Linked DNA regions of Zea mays: all the other regions are linked to region 3. Evidence: chromatin contacts called from public Hi-C data. All regions are on one chromosome and are shown on one strand. The core of a region is the stretch at or near the end of the contact, and the rest is flanking DNA. Distances in the headings are between cores, read along the strand shown.

Evidence for each region. Hi-C and Micro-C count contacts between places; a contact is called where the count stands out from the background.
Region 1: a contact with region 3 is called in a Hi-C map of ear, with 2.5 times the contacts expected there. The contact joins the promoter of LOC541645 here to the promoter of LOC100101546 in region 3. A contact is called at or near these places in 2 of 25 Hi-C or Micro-C datasets (ear and tassel).
Region 2: a Hi-C map of tassel shows a contact between it and region 3, with 2.3 times the contacts expected there. The contact joins the promoter of LOC100283469 here to the promoter of LOC100101546 in region 3. A contact is called at or near these places in 3 of 25 Hi-C or Micro-C datasets (ear, leaf and tassel).

The regions. Positions count from the first base shown.
Region 1 is chr10:18,839,398-18,844,169 of Zm-B73-REFERENCE-NAM-5.0, reverse strand. LOC541645 (chitin synthase homolog 1) reads right to left here and starts at 1,608. Exons shown (of 2, transcript NM_001111400.2): 1 at 1,448-1,608. The coding sequence starts at 1,555.
Region 2 is chr10:19,676,388-19,681,273 of Zm-B73-REFERENCE-NAM-5.0, reverse strand. LOC100283469 (CHY1) reads right to left here and starts at 2,415. Exons shown (of 14, transcript NM_001371940.1): 1 at 2,305-2,415; 2 at 376-456; 3 at 222-290. The coding sequence starts at 2,352.
Region 3 is chr10:19,222,181-19,227,086 of Zm-B73-REFERENCE-NAM-5.0, reverse strand. It overlaps LOC100101546, which reads right to left and starts at 3,031. Exons shown (of 4, transcript NM_001112562.2): 1 at 2,926-3,031; 2 at 1,359-1,435. The coding sequence starts at 3,006.

The DNA.
Region 1 (4,772 bases), core at 359-2,858, 380 kb after region 3:
TATTAAGCAAGGCTAATATTGCTAGCACTATAACAAACACACCGACCTCACAAGCTTAGGGAACCCATGTGAAATATAGGAATCAAACCACTGCCAATTTAAAATTACAGGTACTTTGTCAGACTAAACTCTATATTTTTTTACAATACATTAGCAATTAGCCTACACATCACATATACTGATAACTGATTGCTATGGAGAAGACCAATACGAAAGGAGACAAAGTGGTTGACTTTGAGTTTGGGCAGAACCATCAAATGGGATACAAAAGCTGCACATATAAGCCAACACATAAAAACATGACGAGAAGATCCTTTCACCTAAAAATCAAATACAGGGCACTTATTCATGGTAGGACAATCAGTACACGACACCTCTTTTCTATGACATGATGCTTACATATCAACCCAGATATTTAGAATCCAAAAAACGTACATCCCAAGAATGTTGGGGCAAGCAAAATAATAAAATGTCAAATCTAGGAAAAATGCAGATCTAAAAGTACAGGTAATCCTTAGGCCATGTTTGGTCGGGCTTCTTTGCAAACAACTAATCTAAGAAGACAGAATCTGGAGCAGCCACATTTAGGTGGCTTCACCAACCTAGTACAAAAAAAAAGAGCTTCTCCCCTCCGGTAGGGTTTGGCAAACCTTTTTTTGAACGTAATGGTCCGCCTCTCAATTAAGAATGGAATTAACCCTGTTTTAAGGAAAAACCGGGCCCAAAATCTAACAAATACAAGAAGGTAGCCCAACGTGGAGCAAACACTGAACACACGAAGGGCTAACCCACCAACACGACGCGTAAGAGCACACATAACTGCCATGAGTCATCGCTTCCAAGCTAGATTGAAAAGCAGCCGGTGGCTCCGACTTCCCATGGCAAACCCCGGACGAACCAAACGAAAACAGACAGACGGCTTGAAGTGAAAGGTCGCAACAGGTCATTATTTTGCTTGCCTTAAACATTTATTATTTTGCTTGGGGCTTCAACATTTGGGGCTAATAAACGTTTGGGGCAAGCAAACTCAAAGAGGGCCTTAACGTTTTCCAGAAATGCAAGTGTTCCATGGGCCTACCTCACACCAATGTGGGCACTAAATCTCTATTTTGTCTTGTCAAATTAATTCCTCCATTCCCAGTTCCTAAGATGCACTTGAACATTTAGCCTACCAATCAACATAAAAATGCACTTCGCACATTCGTCAGACTGACACGAGGCAGCCTCACCCACCCATCGGACCTTCAGAGGCATGCACAAACGCCGAAGAGTAACAACCGCACGGCGGACTTCCAGCAGCCTACCGGAGCATCTCCCCGCAGAAAACTGGGCCTCCCGAGCCAATCGAAAGCCGCATACTCGTACTAATTCCACCTCAAACACGCAGGATAAACTAAATAAATGCTAGGGTTTATGGGACGGGGAGCAGCCGAGCAGGAGTCCGAACCTTGGGACCAGCGACAAGACGGAACGGCGGGCGGAGCGAGGACGCGGACGGCGCGATGAGCGCACCGGAGTCGCCGCCGACGCAGCCGCCGAAGATGGACATCGCCATGATGGATGCGACTGTGCTAGGGTTTTGCGCACCAGCCCCTTTTCCCCTTTTTCTTTTCGCTTTGTCCTCAGTGTTGGAGGCTGGTAGACTGGACTCTCGTTGGAATTTGGAAGGAAGTTGGAACGGCTGCATTGGTGCCACCAGCTCGCTTGTGCGATTTGGCTGTGTAAGGTTGGGTGTCTTAAATTGTGTCTCAGAGTGTGTCTAGTGGATGAATGTAAAAAACTCAAGACATGTATCTTGACGAAGACACAGTGTTTTAGCTCTATGTTTGAGACAGGAGACTAGCTGATTGATCACTTTAATTTATTGAATGTTCTGATTGTTACAATGAATATGGTAAGACACATGTTTTAGACATGACCACTGTATTATGTTGTGTTTTATTTGTGCCTTATACTTGGAGTACCGTGCAGCAGTGTCTAGGTTGTACATGCTCTAACCCAAGTTTAGTCACCTTACTTTAGTCACTATTTATTTTTTTAAGACTAAAAGTGACTAAAGTCTAGTCATTAAATTTTAATCACCTCAAACTAAAGAGAGTCTAACTTCTATAAGAATCACTTTAGCCAAAACTGTCTAAAATCAATGTGAATATATAATCGACCGACTTGTTGCGATAGTAGTAAACTGTCACTTTCAAAATCATAAACTCTATAGACTTTTTTATCTTCCTCCAAACGTAATTTTCACGATATTCAGAATCTCTCCACAGTTAGATTGGTCAGGCCAACTACTTGCGTGTTTGGTTTAAGGATTTAAAAATTTCAATGTTTTTCAAAAAAAAATCAAATCTATTTACAGCCCATTTGTTTTTTTGGACCGAAACACTTATCAATAACTTTGATTCGATCTTATTTTCACTCTCCATTATTTTAGCATGCCACTAATTCTTACCCTAACACCAAAAAAGTTGTAGAATCCTTTTCACTTCCAACTCATGAGCAACCGTGGTGTCGTTGTCGATGACGACAACAGGGTGGGACAAGGCATCCATGGGGCACCAAACGTGTGGTCGCTTGTTAGTGGCGGTGGCAATCAAAGAGGTGTCGGCTCGAGAAGGCCGAGTAGTGGGCTCCGTTTGGCAGTGGCATGCGAAGGCGGGCGGCAGTCACCATCGCGGTGGACATTCCAGCAACACCACCACCCCCGCTAGCCAGCCATCACCACTGACAACCACTAGCGTCGAGGGAAGAGCCAACGAAGTCTTCTAGAGACAAAGCTTTGGTAGGAAGGGAGGTATATCTCTAGGTTGGCGAGCGGTGGAGACCGAAGAGGGGAGCTTGAGCTTGCTTTGGGTCGCGGTCTTTCTGCTTCGGGGAGTGCTGGATTTGTCCTGTAGTGACAACGTTGTGTTGTGTTGTGTTGTGTCGAGTGCATGTTCGAGTGCGACATGTGTGTGTGTGTTTGTACTTAGGTTGGTACGCTGGTGGCGTGCAGGATTATGGTGACACCACCATCGATGCCTATGTGCATGTCCCCTTCTCTCCTAACAACGCATAATTGATTTATCAGATTCTACTATAGCATGAGAAGCTAGACATACTATGGTATTGAAAGATGATGGCCTAAATGGACCCTCTTAAGCTAAATTTCTCGTTATACTACAAGAGATTGAAGAACTCGATGAATATACCCCTTGACCTCTATGACATCCTCATCTCCTATGCACGTAAGTTTGAGTTATGATGACCCTCTATTTGGAAAGAAGGAAGAGGTGGCTTATGAACTAGTCAAAAAAAGGATAGCAATAATGTTGCTCCTAGTTAGTTTTTTCTTCTCAAGTCGTGTTAAACTCTTGTATTGATAGAAATTGTCTTGGTGTATGCTACTACCCAAGTTCCTAGTGGTTTTGTTAATTGTGTGACTTTGTTGAACTAGTCTGTTCGATTAATTCTAAAATGTTGGACTAAATCTAGATTTGGTTAAACTTGTGGATTTGATAAGGATGGTGGATTAATTCTAGAATGTTTAAACTTGTTGGATTTAGAATTGATTGTCCAATTTACTAGGATGCACGTGATGCAGAGTACTGCTCTCACGGGTTGATAATAAGTTAGTGCTCTCAGGTTGTTAACAAGTTAATAGATTGATTCCATACATAAAGTATACAAACATCAATTATATTTCAATTCTAGAAAATAAATTCCATGTACAACCAAACATGAATTATGGAATTGAATCACTTTATAGGTGATTCGATTCTAATTAATTCATTTCTTGGAATTTAATTGATATAAAAAGTTTTATTTACTGGGATCCAAAGAGCTCGTTAAGAAAGCTAGGGATGACAAATTTGATATGCAAACTCGAAACCCGACGGGTACCCCGGCCTGACGTGTGCGGGTACAGGTGAAGATTTTGATCCGCGGTGTAGCCGCACCCGACCCGAAGTTTCATGTGTGTGTGTTTCTGTTTCAATCCGCGGATGACCTACACCCGACTCGAAATTTGGTTTCTTCTTTATTTTGCGCAAAGATGATCAAGATACGATAGTAATTATTTTGAATAAGTAACTTGGCTAATGATTCATGAAATATTTTGTTGATGTTCAACGTGAGAAGGCTTAAAAGTTGTAGATATAATTCAATTATTACTGGTACTTAATTGTTTATAGCTTAATTATGTTTAAAAGTTGAATAAAAACATGGGGGTGATCCAAAACCCAACAGATTCAAGTGTGGTTTAAAATTGCACCCACAAGCATGATTGGTAGATCGCATGCGGATTTTTACTCCACCCAATCCAAACCAGACACATTGCCATCCCAAAGGAAAACATTGTATGGTTAGCTTCCAAGCGTCTGACGGGCCTGTTTGGTTCAGCTTTTTTCGAACCAGCTTTTCTGAGAATCTGGCTATAGAGAGAATCTGCATGTGTAGAGAATCTGTGTATCATTAGGATTACGTGCGGAGGAAGATAAAGGTGTCAATAAGACTCAAGATCTAGAAAGTGACGAATTCCTACTATTGCAACGACTCAACCGATTATGTGTTTATGTTGATTTTGAATGGTTTTTACCCAAACGAGTTTTATAGAAGCTGACAGAAAAGCTGAGCGTTTAGCAGTCCGCAGCAGCTTTTAGTGGCCAGAAGCTCCAAAAAGCTAAAACAAATAGGGGCTTTGAATGTCCGAGTCAAGATTTTTTGTCTAGCTAGACAATAATTGGTGGGCTTCAATCTAAGGGAATGTTTGGTTCATTTAGTCTATCTCCAGC
Region 2 (4,886 bases), core at 1,166-3,665, 450 kb before region 3:
ACTGATGGGAAAAAAACAGAAAGTTAAAGTAAGCTGTGTAGCAAGTGCAGAGGTGCTCTAAGAAGTGAAGATACATGAATTCTATAGTTTGCAAGAAGTTACATTCCCGTATACCTTTCCACAACCATAGCTCAACAAATATCATTGCTGCTACCTCATAAGCTCAATGAGAATCACACACTTCAAATTGGAACAGAGGAATGGTTGAACAACTCATGTACCTTCATAATCAACAATCTGACTCCATCATCTTTCTCAAAAGCTGTGAAATACCATAGGAGACCTTTAATCTGCAACATGAAGGAACAATCAACATAACATGAGAGAACAGTCAGCATAACAGTAAATTTGGTTGCTGTGAACTCTTTAACGTACCATTTCAGAGGAGAGTGCATTGAGCTGCTTTGGCCTATTCAAAATCAGCGTTCGTGTAGAGCCATGTGCTTCTACCAAAAGCTGACAAAATAGAGGAGTGTAAATAACCATCAAGAAGTTGTGGCAACGAGTTGAGCAAAGCAAAACTGTCTGTTCCCTGTATTCCAAATTGTAAATTGTTTTGCCTTTTATAGGTACATTGGTCCTACTGATATTATGTTATATCCAGATATGTAACGAAAAACTATATATTTAGAGCTAGTTTGGCAACTCCATTTTAATTTCCATTTTCCCAAGGGTTAATGAACTAATTTTACTTGAGAAAATGGGGTTGTCAAACTATCCCGTAGAAGATCAAAATGACTTGAAATTTTGAACCGAGGGAGTATTGCGGAATGCAGAAATGACACAGACGACAAGAGCATACGAAGACACTAGATATGACTGAGTCGTTGTTTAAACAGACCGGTGGATCATAATCACAATTCACAAGTAACAGATTCCATAAGGCTCACGAAAATAAACTAACACTGGGGCTCACTTCGGAATTATGGAATCTCTGTTACTATAGTCATCGTAGCAGGATTTTTAAACAAAGGGCTCACTTCGAAGCACATGTATCATCCAAGAATGAGGCCTCATTCACGTCACCCATACAATCCAGCCCACGCCAGGGCACCTCCAAACCTGGACCAAAGTTTATTTGCCTGACCTGCCGTCTAATAGGGTGTTTGGTTTGAGTAATAAATTAGTCCATCATTTTCTCATTCCTTACCTTTTTTATTTAATTTGTACCACCTCATTCCCCATATTTAGTACTAACATAAAGATTAGGATCATATCACTAAATTTAAGGAATTAATTTATGATGCACCACCTAATATTAGATGGAATGATTCCTTGAACCAAACACGTATCACACGGCCCGTTGCTGTTGGTACAGTCGATCTCAATTTTTATGGATGACCTTACTACTTCGCTCACATCACACTCAGATTCTCCTTCTGTAGAACCCGTTTTGGATAGCTCCATCGGTGTCAGATTCAGCAAAAATAACTTCAATCCACGAAAAGTTAGGAAATCCCACGAAATCCAGGTTCAATCAAGATCAAATTGGTAGCTCTAATGATCAGATTCACTATTTTGGTGGAGCAACTCAACTCAAATTTAGTGTAGTTAGTTAGTTAAAATTACCCACAACTACCGATCAATGCACAATATCTATTCGTTCTTTTGTTTCTTTCAGCCATAAGAGGAGACCGGAGGGCGAGGTGCAGCGGAAGGATCTGCGCAGGGAGGGGGGCATGGACATGGACCATGGAGCCGCGCGCGTACTCCTCCTGCTCCTTTCACGAATCACCGCTTGTCGCATCCTCTCCTTCCACAAATTGGCCTCCTTCACATTACCTCGTGTGTTTTTTTATGGCTGCACTTTGTGTTTTTTTTTCTCTCTCGATGAATCCAAGTCCTGAATGAAGTAGTTGGATGGATCCATGCATCTATTCTAAAAGTAGTTAGTAGGGATTGTCTTTGGTAGATTCAAGGAAAGGACTTTTTTTGGGGGTTTCAGTTTAGGACTGAGGTTAACCTAACTATTAGCTGTTCAAACCGAAACATTTCAAATGGCTGGACTGATCTGGTTAAGTTAATTACGATCTTGCGCCATCGATCTCATATCATGAGCGTTAACTTGCCTCCACAAGCCAGATGCCAAACGAGGTGTAGAGTTGAGTTCTTGACAGGCAGGCCTTTTCCTGAACTACTAGTTCCACACATTAGGCAGCAGGTAAAAGCTCCAGCGTTTGGGCATGTTTGGCTGTGCTCCAATCTCTAGCTATGTCTCAATTCACGTTTACTGAGAGGGGTCGGTGTAAATTAGGATAGATTTTAGAGTAGAGCGAGACAAAAAACCGAAGCATTTCAACGAACCTGGTCGGAGTCCGCCGCCGCGGCGCCCTCGCGAGGCAGCGTGGCCATCTCTCTTCCTTGCTCAGGTGACTGACACCAGCCCAGCAGCGCTTGCACGCTCGTTTATTCTGCGGAACTGGTGGCTTGGCTCATGCTTTCCATTGTATTTATAGCCTTCAATGCTCGAACGTCACTCCGGCAGGTACTGCAATTAATTTATTATCCTGTTACTAGTCGGCTAGTCGCTGCCCCGCTGGAGTCTGTATGCTTGGCTTTATTACCAGCTTCTATGACTTATACAGTGTTTTTATCTCTATAGAATAACCTAAATTGTCAAATTGCAGCTACAGCAGTGCAAATAGGGGTTAGTTTGTAGAGACTAATTTTTAATTCCACCATTTTATTTAATTTTAGTCCTTAAATAATCAAATACGGAAACTAAATAGAGTTTTAATTTTCGGGACAAAAGTTAGATTAAAATAAAAAGACTAAATATTAGTTTCCATAAACCAAACATCTCCAATACTTAGGCCCATATTTTACACCTCAAACTAATAGTTTGCAGCATTAGCTGAGAGGTTTACGACGGCAGCTAACAAAGCCATTAGTTGTTAGCTGCCCATCCCATCTAAAACTAGATAACAGGTGGTTGATGGCCAAATTGTCTCTTGCCTTTTCTACTTGTCTGCTCAATTTTTTCCATGTACGATGAAGAAGTCGAAATTTCTATGCTATTTATCATATTTGGAATCTGTATTTATAATTTTTTATTTCTAAAATTGTCGGGTACCGTAATTAGGGGTACCCCCAACACTCCTAAACACAGCTGATAAACACCCGCGGAACAAACCATAAAAACTGATGGGCGCGGTTTAAATCAAGGCTTTGTCTACCCAAGAGACGCGACCTCACCCGAGCCCAGCCGCGGGCTGGAACCGTAGTCCCAGACGAATTCACGCCTCGCCCGAGGGCCTCCTCAGGCAGTGGGCGCACTCTCGGCTCGCCCGAAGCCCAGCTCGGGCAGGCTTCGTTGTGAAGCAACCTTGGCCAAAACGCCTTACCAACCGACCGTATCGCATGCACATTTAATGCGGGGATCGCCTGACACCTTATCCTGACACGCGCGCCTCAGTCGGCAAGGTCGAAGTGACCGCAGTCACTTCGCCCTTTCACTGACCGATCTGACAGGAAAACAGTGCCGCTCACCCCGCTCCGACTGCTGTGCCAACCACCAGGGTAAGACTGACAACAGCCGAGTTCAGCCTCGGGCGCAACAGGAAGCTCCGCCTTGCCCGACCTTAGGCCTCGACCTCTGGAGGAGGTCTCCGCCTCGCCCGACCCCAGGACTCAGCCTCGGCCTCGGGAGGAATCGCGTCCTCGCCCGACCCCGGCCTCGGCCTCAGGAGAAGTCTCCGCCTCGCCCGACCTTGGGCTCGGACCGACCGCGCCACAGGGAATACATCATTACCCTACCCCTAGCTAGCTCAGGCTACGAGGGAACAAGACCGCCGTCCCATCTGGTTCACCCCGATAACAGGTAATGATGGTTTCCCGCGTGCGTCCATGACGTCGGTGGTTCTCAGCCCCCTACGGAAGCAAGGAAACGTCAGCAGGATCCCAGCTGCACCGCCAGCTGTGCTTCTACAGGGCTCAGGCACATCTCCGACGGCCACGTTATCGCGTACACAGGGCTCAAGCACTTCTCCGACAGCCACGTTGGCATGTACACAGGGCTCAGGCACTTCTCTGCCAGACACGTTAGCGCATAGCTACACCCCCCATTGTACACCTAGACCCTCTCCTTGCATCTATAAAAGGGAGGTCCAGGGCCTTCCTGCGGGGTGGTCGCGCGGGAACGAGCAAACAAACAGGCTCTCTCTCGCGCGCGACGCTTGTAACCCCTACTACGAGCACCCCCGGTGCGAGATAATACAAGCCGCATTCCCCCTTGTGTTCCATCTTGCGCCAACCCATCTGGGCAGGGGCACGCAGCGATAAATTCACTGGTCGGCTTGGTTGAGGGTCCCCCGGGGTCCGAAATGCCGACAGTTGGCGCGCCAGGTAGGGGCCTACTGTGTGTTAACGAACACCTTCCCGTTGAGTTCCAGATGGGTAGTCTTCAGCAACCTCTTCAGCCCGGGACGGTGCTCCGCTTCCGGAGTCTCGAGTTCATGTCCTGCGACGGCAGCTACGACATGGTACTCCTCCCCTAGCAGCACGACAACAACGACGGTCATCAGCTCGCCCGGCGGCGGCGAACTCGACGACGTCTTCCCCCCGTGGCGGAAGAGCAGCATCTGGGTTTGCCCCACCACCCTCCTCGCCGCAGGAGGAGGAGACGGGGCAACTGTGGCCAGGCAGGAGGCGGCACCACGCCTGCTGTCGGTCAAGGGCGAGTCGACGACGCCGACACCCCAGCGGGGGACATGTCGGGCGTTCTCCTCGCACCTGAGACAACGACGGATGTCGTTTCCCCGCAACGTGCCAACCCCAAGCGGACTGATGACGCCAGCACACTCGCGAAGGACTTGCTGGGCGTTAGCCTCGTACCTGAGATGACGGTGCATTCCGCCCCCGACGTGGCTTCACCACCGTCCATCGAT
Region 3 (4,906 bases), core at 1,782-4,281:
CTGGATTGACAAAGACCACCTGCCACCGGTGGACAAAACCTCACCACTTTGGGAGAGCAGCAGGGCAGACCCAGTGCTGAAGGCTCCCACATGGGTGGGGTTTGGGGAAGGAATAAATCAAGGCAAGCCTTCCCCCACAAATGCAGAGAGGCTGCCTCGAACCCACAATAGCAGCCAACGCAATTAAGAAATCTCCCAGCTACTATACTCTATAGCATGATTTGGAAACATTGGGATATGTAGTTAAATATTGTATAATTATAAAAATAGAATTCAAGTGTATGCACTTTCAGTGCTCTCAAAGCGTAAGGTGAGCCATGGTGATTTTCACCTTATTACTACCAAAGTACCAAGGCGATTTTTGGACACCTAGGCGACATAGCAAATTCAATTGAATCACTGCCAATACTCAACTCATGTAGCATCCATCCCACTGAAGACACAAACCCACATTGCATTCATCCCTTCCTTGCCCTAATCCCATATGCACAAGATAGGATGCAGCCGCTGCCTCACTCTATCCTTCAATATCTCCCCTTTTCGCCCTCAATCCCTCAACATAGGTAATGGGGGGGGGGGGGGGGGGGGGGGTTTCGGCAGGTAGGTAGAGATAGAGGCCATGCAAAACACAGAAATAGAGACATCCATGACACCATCGCGTGGCTACATCTACAACATTGTTTACACCAAGGCAGACATTATAGCCAGATGGGACGTCATTGACCAATAGGGGTTGATAGCCATAATTCAATATGTGCCACCTGTCTTAGGCGAATAGGGTGAAAAGAGGGCAACTTTATTCCAAATAAGGGGTCTGACTCATGGCTCACGTAGCTTGATCTGGAAAGGAGTCAGTTTGGCAGGGAATATTCATTCAGCAGATCATCAATTAGGCAGAGGAGCTTTTCTCAGATGGAACAATGTGAGAGACTAAACTTGTCTGTGCAGCAAAACAGATTTATTGTATGCCCACATTCGCAAGAAAATTTGGGTGGAATAAGGTTGTCCTGCAAAGCAAGTTTTTTGCTAGGCAAAACAGTAACCAGTAAGTATCAAGCAAAACCATTGTAGATAAGAAACTTACAGACCAAAATATCAAAAATGTCGCTACAGTTTTGAGTTTCTAGTAGCTTATTCTGTTACATATTTACATGACACAACAAAGTCATTACACATGCTATTGCTACCTCATTCTTAGATGACAAGTTAGTAACAAGAGATGTTTGGAACTAACTAAAGATCAAGGGAAGCTAACAACAAAACGAAGACATGTCTAAAACAAGAAGCCTCAAAATTTAGCTCTTTAATGGTCATATCAAATAGAAAAACAAAAGAGAAAGGTTTAACCAGATACATACTGAGCACATTCTGCCAATTTTCCTAGGTTCTGATTTTCCAAAATAGCCAAAATAAGCTGCTTATTCTCATCCAGATACTGCAGGGAAAAAAACAGGATCAATCAGAAAAGTTACAAATGTGCAACAGATCAAACATAAAACTGATTAACCTGGAATAGAAAGCCAAATGTGCCATATAAATTAATAAACATTGATAGTAAGTCATAAAATTGCAATATAGAAGACAAGGTAGTCCTGTGAGAATACATGGAAAATCTAGATTATCACAAGATATTTATAAATCAATTGAATGAGCATATAAAGAACAATACAAGCATAGCTGGTCTGGTGTTAGATGTAAAGTATCAAAGATCAGTTAGAGTCTGTCTAGAACTGTATTCTTGAACTGCGAATGTTTCGGTCCAGTGGGCTACATAAACATGGGGTCATTGCTATGTTGAAACAGATAAGGCCCGTATTTCACTCTATGTTTTTCTAGAAAGAACCAACTTGGCTACAATAGTTTGGAATTATGTAAGTAAAACAAAGATAAACATTCTTCAGCGCCTATTTATAAGCATTATATGCATTGGCAGTCTACAACTAACAAAATTAATATTAGTTACTAGAAAACTTAAGTACAAAATTCAGAAAAAAAAACAGACAATAAGCACGAAATCAATATATGAGAGACCAAAGAACAAATTAGCAAAGCTGTCACTTTTTCTTTTTAACTGAGCAACAAGTTGAAGATTAAAAATAAGAAAGATAACATTACATCTCCAATGAAAACATATTGAGGCATTCCCATAACTGGGTAAAAAAAATTACTACTGCTAGTTCCAGCTATAACTTGGAAGGTATGTCAATCATAAACTCATGTCCCGAGTGTGTGTTTGTAATCCATAAATATGCCGCTGATTCTCCATATGAGCCACGGCATCTTCCATCACAACAACAAAAAAATTATGCCATCAAGAGAAGGGAATGTACACACAGAGAAGGATTGCAGGTTACGAAGTGAAGAGTGTCAGCGTGAGGTCAACACCACAAAGCACATATGGAAAACATCAGTTTCCTTTTGTTCGAAGCAATGTGACATAAGGCCATGCTACAAGAAAGGACTCAAGTCCCATTACCCAAAATAAATGATACATTGAAATGTTGTGCTCCTATACATAAATGGTCATATCCTTCGTGTGGTAAAATATTTGGTGCACCGCCACCATAAGAAGACAAATATATTATCAACGAAGCATCAGGATTCATGTCTGATAGTTTAAAAAAATAATCCATGTCTGAGAGCAGGATCATAACATCATACCAAATATCCAATAGATCAACAGAACTCCTACACCAGCTTCAGGTGACGCTTGTCAAATCTACCAAGAAATCTAGAAAGAAACATACTAATCCACTAATCCGATACATCAGTAATCGATCCCAGCTCATACGGATGAATGCATTAGATTGGACTGGCAAGATGATCCAATCTTTGACCGAAATGGCGCCCAAGAAAACCCCACACGAAGCAGGGATGCGAACCCTATCACAACTGCGAGGGGGAAGTGAGGGAGCAAAGAGGAACCTTTTGGATCTGCTCCGTGCTGATTCCGGCAGCTGGGGTTATCGCCGGCGCCTGTGGCTGCATGTGCATCGGCTGCTGCATCCCTTCTTCTGCTGGCTTTGGTATCTCGGGGTCGCAGGGGCTTGGGTTTTGGGGGGTTCGAGAGTTTGGGGGTCGGCGCAGCGCAGGGAAGGTCAAAGTGACTGCGTGACATGTTGGCTCAAGTGTCGGAACATGTAACCGAAAAAAAATGACATATGGTACCTTGTGAAACGAAAATACTCCATCAGTCCAAAACGAAAGAAAAAAAGTTCCCTCCATATTTTTCAACGAGCCAGATCTTTACTTTCTCTATCCTAAATAGTGTCCTTCACATTTTATTAAAAAAACTAGATGTTTTAATTTTAACTAGATATATATATATAACTATCAATAATTTTGGACACTTAGGAACAGAGTGTCCAAAGAAAGCCCAATAAGACTCTTGAAAACAGCTCAAATCACTTACGAGCAACCTTGTGAGGCGGAGCGGACGACTAAGTCCCTACCGATCAACCTTGCGAGGCGAAACGGACGATGAAGCCCCTGTCGAGCGAGGCGTAGCGGACGACTAAGTCCCTGCCGAGCAGCCTCGCGAGGCGTAACGGACAACCAAGTCCCTACCGAGCAACCTTGCGAGACGGAGCGGGCGACCAAATCCCTGCCGAACAACCTTGAGAGGCGGAACGAACGACCAAGTCCACGACGAGCAACCCCGCCATGAGGCGCGAGCAACCGGATCCCGCGCCAGTCTGACTAGCGTAAGAGAAAGGCCAGCCCAATGATGCGAGCCCACGTCAGCAAGAAAAGATAGGTCGGCACCAAGACTACGCTCGGGGCTTGGGTACGGCATCGAAAGGTCCCCGACAGACGTCAGACGGCACCTCGCCAAGTACTGTCCCACACAAACCCCCACTGGCGAGTAGGGCCAGCCAACCCCGGTCGAAGGGATCTTATCATCAGAGTCTCTACATTGACCCACATGCCGGAAAAGATGTAACGAATACCCCATACCGGTGTATGCCTACGCATGCCAGTAGGTGACACAGGTCCGTGACGACGGGTGAAAGCCTCGCTACGCATGGCCGCACCGTAGGGCAATGGACCACCACGCACCACTACGAAAGATGTCAGCAGAGGACTCGCTACAGGGACTCGTACGACAAACAAGCAAGATGATACGCTGAGCACTACGTCAAACCAAGGGGTGGATGGCCCTCATGCCTGTAGAGAACAGACCTCCTCTGAAAGGTCCTACCCTTGAGATATAAAAGGAGAGGGCACCCTCCTTTCCAGACACACAAGCACACAAGTTGTTACATGCTCAAAGCAATACTACGATCAACACTACACTGGACTAGGGCTTCAGCCTGAACCAATATAACCCCCGTGTCTCTGATCTCTCATTAAATCCGAGCGAATCACCATTCGGAGTGAGTCCGCGCTAGCATCCCCCACCAAACACAAATCTCATTGTCCCCTAGTTTTCGAAACAATGACAGTTAACGCCAGGTAGGGGAGCTAGTGTACTAAGTGACGCCTTCCACTTTGATGGCCCAGTCATCAGCATTTGCTGGAGGCGAGACCTTCGCTCCAGGAAGCCACATCACCTTCGGCACCCTCGACTTCTTCACCACCACCACCGGCGAACTCAGCCTCGTCATCCCCAACGTGGCAGCACCATGGGCACGCAACCCACATGTTCCACCAGGAGCAAGGCGAAGGAGCAACGCCTGAAAAGGCACATCGCCGCCCTAAGGCGGCGCCTCAATAGACACACCGAGACAAAGGTGGTGGAAGCCACGTCCTCGACTACGGTGGCAGTCATCGATCGCCAGCCGATGTCCATCCTCGACTTGCTCGAGGACGATTTGAGCCACGGCTCGATCGGGGCTAACTCTAGCGCCGAAGAAGCGTCGAAAAGGGCCTACTTCGTGTGATGCCCCCTAAAAGGGAAATAGGG